Linked DNA regions of Sus scrofa: region 2 is linked to region 1. The links are chromatin contacts, called in public Hi-C maps. All regions are on one chromosome and are shown on one strand. The core of a region is the stretch at or near the end of the contact, and the rest is flanking DNA. Distances in the headings are between cores, read along the strand shown. Region 1 holds the start of TMED4 (transmembrane emp24 domain-containing protein 4). Region 2 overlaps OGDH (2-oxoglutarate dehydrogenase, mitochondrial).

Region 1 (3,269 bases), core at 241-2,740:
GCTCTAGTTCCATGCCCAGTAAGAAAATTTCGGGTTTGGTTTTCACCTTTCTCTGTCCACCAAGAGGGGTGCTATAACCAGAAGAGCTAAACAGGCCTCATGGCCTGCCTCACTCCGAGTTTTCCTCAGTTTCCCAAGCCCAGGTCCTCAGTTTCACCTTGCACCAGTTCAAAGTCCGTAGGGAGGAGAAGGAGACAGAGAATCTTGGAGAAAGGAGGAGCTGTCAACAGCAAACCGGTTAAGTCACTGAAATGGGAAGCCTGTCCCCCATTGGATTTGGGTGAGATCACAGGTTGTCATCATGACTGACTGATGAATGTGGCCAGACTGTAACAGAAATGCTGAGCCGTACATCAATATTTAAAAGTCAGAGTTCAGGCGTTCCCGTTGTGACTCAGCGGTAACAAACCGGCCTGTATCCATGAGGACTAGGGTTACATCTCTGGCCCTGCTCAGTGGGTTAAGGATGCAGCCTTGCTGTGAGCTGTGGTGTAGGCCAGTAGCTACAGCTTGGATTGGACACCTAGGCTGGGAACCTCCATATGCTGCAGGTGCAGCCCTAAAAAGGAAAAAAAAAAATAAAATAAAGAAAAAAGAAAAGATGTCATAACAAAACCCACATTTCCAGCTTCTGAAAAGAGATTTTTTTTTTTTGCTTTTTAGGGCTGCATCCCCGGCATATGGAAATTCCTGGGCTGGGGTCAAATCGGAGCTACAGCTGCCAGCTTACACCACAGCAACGTGGAATCTGAGCTCAATCTCTGACCTACATCGCAGCTCACTGCAACGCCAGGTCCTTAACCCACTGAACGAGGCCAGGGATCGAACCCGCATCCTCATTGATACTTGTTGGATTTGTCTCCGCTATGCAACATCAGGGAACTCCTGAAAAGAGATCTTAAAAGAGGCTTTTTTTGAACTGCTGCTACTCAGGGAGGCTTGCCTCATAAAATTTCCTTAAAAGTACAAGCATGTTTGCCTTGGTCCACCTGCCTTCTTAAGAGATTAAGAGCAGCACACACACCACCAAGCCCTCTAAGAGAGCTTCTGTAGGGTTTCTTTGTGTTTAGCAAGGAAGGCAGGTAGCAAAGCAAGCACTGGACCCCACGTGCACTTGGCACAGGCCCATCGCAGCCACGAGGCCAGGTTTCGTTCTACTCCACATCGCTCTCCACTCTGAGACCTAAATCACTGCGGGCCAGCGGACGAGACCCACAGCCCAAGCGACCGCAGGTCCCAAATCTTCACCCAGGGGACAGTCAGTGTCCGACAAGTTGAGAGAGAACCATAGGGCTGGAGTACACACACGAGACGCCGCCGAGCCCCGCACTTTGGGAGCACAGTCTAGTGACAATTAGACCTTCTCGCATCTTCCCTCCTGCCACACATCCCTCGCTCGGACTCAATCTCCGCCTCCGCTTCCCTGAATCACACCCCAGGGTGACTACTTGTGAATACTTTAGTGTGTACCCCGAGTAGGGGAGTGTCAGAGAAACAACCACGGCAACACCGTCATCATAAGCAACAAAACCGACAAACTCCTAAAATCAGGAACACCTCGGCCTGCGAGAATTCCCACTGGCTCGGAATGTCGTCTCCGGTCGGCTGGTTTGCATCTTCGCCGAGTCCCGGCCCCCAAAGCCCGGGCAGGCCGCTCCAGGCACTCCTGCACCCCAAACGGGCTCTCTCACACAGGCACCTGCCCGGCGGGATCTCCGAAGGGTCCGCTGGCGCCTGGACTCCGCCCTTCCCACCTCGGGCGGACCCCGAGTCCGGCCGCCCGCGTGGACCCAACCTTCCACTAACCAACCCTCCACTCAGCGAGGGAGGTGGACCCGGAGCCCAGACGAGCGGGGCGCAACGCCGGATGTGGGGGGCGAAGGGGAGGGTGGCCGAGCGGATTAGCGCGTGCGTCGTGCCCGATCGGCCGTCCAGTGTATACGGCGAGCGGGGCGCAAACGCGCCCGGACAGAAAGCCCTCGAGGGCGGGTGAGCGAGCCGACAGCGCCGCGGAAGAGGAGACCACGCCTGCGCGTCTCGCGCGTGCGCCCTCGCCCTTCGGCCGCGCCGCGGGGCCGGAAAAGCAGGAGTTCGGCGGAGGCGGGGCGGGCGTCACTGCGCACGCGCGCTCCGTGCCTGGTCTCGTTGCGTCGTCTGGGAGCGCGACGCAGGTGCACGCATGCGCACTGCTTAGCGGGCGCGCGTTGGCAGGTGTCTGGGTCGGGCGTCGGCGGGCGATGGGGCTGCCGGCGCTGCTGCTGCTTGCGCTTTGCGCGGCGGGCGCTCGGGGGCTCTACTTCCACATCGGCGAGACCGAAAAGCGTTGCTTCATCGAGGAAATCCCCGACGAGACCATGGTCATCGGTCAGGCGGGGCGAGGGTGGACTGGGCCCTGTTTGTCCCCACACCCGGTTGGGCTCCCCACTCTAGCACTGCCCCGAAGGCGCCAGGCCTTGCCTGGCGAGTAGTGCCCCAGCGGAGTGTGGGGTGTGGGAACCCGGCGGACTAGGCGGGTTGTGACAGCTCTGTCTGCTCCGCAGGGAACTACCGCACACAGATGTGGGATAAGCAGAAGGAGGTCTTCTTGCCCTCGACCCCCGGCCTGGGCATGCACGTGGAGGTGAAGGACCCCGAAGGCAAGGTAGGGCTACCGCTGGCCGCGCTTAGGCCGTGGCACAGGCGCATTGCAGACCGCATCAGGCCGTCTTTCACCAGCTCTCTGGGGGGTACAGAGTTCTGAAGACGTGCGCTTGCACTTGGAGAGGTCAGAGTAGAAGGAGAACCTCTCACTGCTGTGTTGCAGGTGGTGCTGTCCCGGCAGTATGGCTCAGAGGGCCGCTTCACCTTCACTTCCCACACTCCGGGTGACCATCAGATCTGCCTGCACTCCAACTCTACCAGGATGACACTCTTTGCTGGTGGCAGACTGGTAAGAGTGTTTTCTCTTTAGCCGCGGCTCAGAATCTCTCACTTGGTTTCAAAGTTTTGTCTTTGTGGCACAGTCACAGTTAAGAATTAGATGCTGCCCTTGTGTCCCACAGCCAGGGACAAGAGTGGGCTCCTTAGTCTGGAACAGAGTTTCGACCCCTCAGTGTCTCTGACCTCATGACCTTAGGGTCTAACCCTGTTTCCTCCCAGCGTGTGCACCTAGACATCCAGGTTGGAGAACATGCCAACAACTACCCTGAGATTGCTGCCAAGGATAAACTGACCGAGTTGCAGCTCCGAGCCCGCCAGTTGCTTGATCAGGTGGAACAGATCCAGAAGGA
Region 2 (3,269 bases), core at 244-2,743, 65 kb before region 1:
TAATACTTTAGGACACATTTATTTTTTTTTTAACTCTTAGAAGCAAACTCCACTTTTTGGAGGGGGTGGCTGTGCCCACAGCATATGAAAATTCCGAGGCCAGGGATCAAACCTGAGCCACAGCAGCGACCCAGGCCACTGCAGTGACAATGCCAGGTCCTTAACCCACTGTGCCACCAGGGAACTCCCCAATTCTACTTTTTTTAATGGCTGACTATAAGGATAAAAACATGGATTTTCATCAGAAGAGCAACAACAACAAAGATTCCCTTCTTACAATAATATACATATACATACACACACAGGATCAGGAAAATAAACGACCTCGTTTGGAGGCCTCCCGCCAACACGAGGTTTTAGCAGGTCCACTAGAGTTTTCTGGCCACTGTGTGTTCTCTCACCTCCAGCCGCCGGATGATCTCCCGCAGAGGAAGGGCCGACTCCTGCCCCCCGATGAAGGTGGTGGTGGGCAGGTGGAAGACCTTGTCTAGGTCAGACTCGTCCAGGCCGTAGAACCCTGCGGGGGTGAGGAGAGACGGGCACAGCCACACGGGGGCCACGGTTCAGGCAAAAGGGAAGGGACGCCCCAGGGGAGAGAAAAGAGAAGAGAAAAGGCATAAAAACCTCTGCTACATAGGAAAGTCAACACTATTGTCACAGCCAGAAACACAAACTTTAGCAACAAAGAGAAGCTGAGTATATTACTGGCATCATAGGTAAATAAGAGTAAAATTCATACTATGCATGTATTAGTCCAGTGCACCAATTATTCATCATTTAGAGAAAAATGTATTCAAGGCCCCAAAGACACAAAGCAATGTAGGTTGGAAAAGGCACTGGGTGAGGCAATCAGAGAGCAGATGAAACGCAGTTAAGGAGAGAATTTGAGTGGAAAAGGAGCTGGATTAGAACAGGTCTTGTAGCTCTTAATGGCCAGAGCGTCTGTACGTGGTGAGGGAAGGAAGCCAGGAGGCGGAGAAGTGACGGATGGTCCCCAAGAGCGGTCTGCGGGTGAGCTGCTGGGCAGAGGACCCCACGGCCATCTCTGATGAAGGGTGGCAGGACGGCGTCCTTCTAGAACACCTAGCTGCCCACGAAGACCCTCGTCCAGACGGCGCTCGGCAGTCCCAGGTCTGATTCTCGCTCTCCCCGCTGCAACCCTGACCCTCGCTCCTGACTAATCGCTAAGAACCGATCGCTGCCCCATCAATGCCATTAGCACCACGGGCACGGCGCCACCTCGTCCGCCTCAGGCTGCTAAGCATGTGACGGAGGGGCTCCTTCTTGGGTACCGCAGGCTTGTCCCGGGCTGCGGTAATTATCAAAGAGGAAGAGACTTGGAGGAAAATCATCAGGTGACGCCACAGGTTAGGATCCAGCCCAGCTTGAAACAAAACAGCAGCTGCAGGGAGGCAAGGGGTAGTTCATGACTCCAGGTGCCCGGATGGATGCTGAAACTCTAAACCGGGCACCCCAGGCTCCTGCACCTGATTGTGCAAGATCAGCTTTCTCCTGTTTCTTGGCCTAATTAAGTGTGTAAATAAGACCGAAGGATCAGTACGGGACTCAGGCAGCCGCTTGCTAACACAGCTATGTATCCAAGTTCCAAGGAGGGGGGATTGGGAGATTTGTAAAAATGCACATTTTCAGGCTCCAACACCAGAACTGACTCGGCTGGTCACAGGTGGGCCCGGAACCTCCTCCCCAGCGGCTCCTACCCAAGGTTGCTTGGGAACGACAGCCTTCATCCATCTAACGCCTTAGGACACTCGTTTTTAAGTTTTAAAAGCAAATTCTACGTTTTCAACCCTTTTTGTTTTATTACAACAAAAGCAATCTGGGAGTTCCCGTTGTGGCACAGTGGAAACGAATCCGACTAGGAGCCATGAGGTTGTGGGTTCGATCCCTGGCCTCGCTCAGTGGGTTAAGGATCCGGTGTTGCCATGAGCTGTTGCAGACACGGCTCGGATCTGGCGATGCTGGGGCTGGGGCTGGGGCTGGCAGCTGTAGCTATGATTCGACCCCTAGCCTGGGAACCTCCATATGCTGCGGGTGGGGCCCTAAAAAGCAAAATAAAATAAATAAAATAAATAAATAAATAAATGAAGCCATCTGGCTTTTTTCGCCTGGGGGCAGTGGCGATGGCAGCAGAGCGGCTTGGTGAAGCTCTGCACCCGTGTCCTGCGGCTATTCTATCGTCAGGTGGGCCTGGTAAAGCGCATGGCTCCGGCCAGTCACAGCCTGGCTCTCAGGGCTCATGAAGAAAACCGAGGTTCTCTGGGGGGCACTTCTCCTTGCTGGTGGAAAGGCTCAGGTAACCAGCGTGTCCACAGAGTGCACACTCTGCTGGGAACCTTCTGAACGTTGTGACTGTGGGGTTAACTGGTGGGGTGTTTGTGGCGGGACCGAGTGTGGGCTGATTGTGACCTTTCAGCACAAAGAGCCTCGGCCTCCCCCCCGTGTGCAGTGCTTCACCCCCACCCCCCTGAACTCGAGATGCCTGGGCTGCACCACCAAACCTCACGACCAAAGCTCAGAACTGCTCGCCTTGCCTCAGTTCTCCAGTCATCTGGGACCGTGAATTACAGACGGCTGCGTCTAGCAAAGGTGGTACAGACATCTCATCTCTCGGCCTATCCCCCACTGAGTGCAACTAAAAGCCCCAGAGACCATACAGAAAACAAGCATGAGACGAGGCCGAGAAGCAGAGAAAAGGCCAGACAGCCAGGGAGGTCCCTGAGGGTCCTTTTGGGCTCCGGGATCCCAGACTCAGAGCAAAGAACTCAGAAACTTCTACAGGTGTAGACAAAAAAAGCCCCAACAAAAGCTGCTCTCTTTAAAGGACCAGGAGAAGGGCAGCCTCACAGGACAGAAAACTCAGACCATCACTGCTCTGTTCTGCCCAAACACACAGGACACACCGCAGCCCCACTGACGCCCCTGCCAGGCTGTAATGCACCCTGACTTCCAACCCTGCCCCAAGGTTTCAGAGAAGGCCCAAGAGGGAGCCAGAACTTTCACTCCCTCTGGGAAGCAAGGTCCTAGCCCACTCTCCAACTCCAATGTCAGCAGAGACCTTGGGGGCCCAGGATGTCCATCCCCACGGAGTAACTAGGTAGGATGTCCCCTCCCCACCAGAGTAGTGGCTGAGCCCTGCTATAAAAAAGATCTAAGTAAGATCCCAAGTCTGATAATTCTCAAAATGTCCTGATACATATACTCATAACAAGAACCAGAAATATGTCAGACTGAATGAGAAAAGACAAGCA

The links. Hi-C and Micro-C count contacts between places; a contact is called where the count stands out from the background.
Region 2: a Hi-C map of skeletal muscle shows a contact between it and region 1, with 5 times the contacts expected there. The contact joins the enhancer-like site here to the promoter of TMED4 in region 1. A contact is called at or near these places in 1 of 5 promoter capture datasets (liver), 7 of 47 Hi-C or Micro-C datasets (embryonic fibroblasts, liver and skeletal muscle) and 2 of 2 datasets of contacts at active chromatin or transcription factors (alveolar macrophages and skeletal muscle).

The regions. Positions count from the first base shown.
Region 1 is chr18:50,697,329-50,700,597 of Sscrofa11.1, forward strand. TMED4 (transmembrane emp24 domain-containing protein 4) reads left to right here and starts at 1,491. Exons shown (of 5, transcript XM_013985830.1): 1 at 1,491-1,989; 2 at 2,541-2,641; 3 at 2,804-2,929; 4 at 3,139-3,269. The coding sequence starts at 2,558.
Region 2 is chr18:50,632,583-50,635,851 of Sscrofa11.1, forward strand. OGDH (2-oxoglutarate dehydrogenase, mitochondrial) reads right to left here. Exons shown (of 23, transcript XM_021079062.1): 5 at 402-517. Among named protein-coding and RNA genes, the nearest start is that of ZMIZ2, 35 kb to the left of the region's middle. Within about 2 kb of position 1,494, at least 1 of the 83 cell types and tissues checked has an H3K27ac peak or open chromatin away from gene starts, as enhancers often do. A contact at or near this core is called in skeletal muscle, where this site is marked.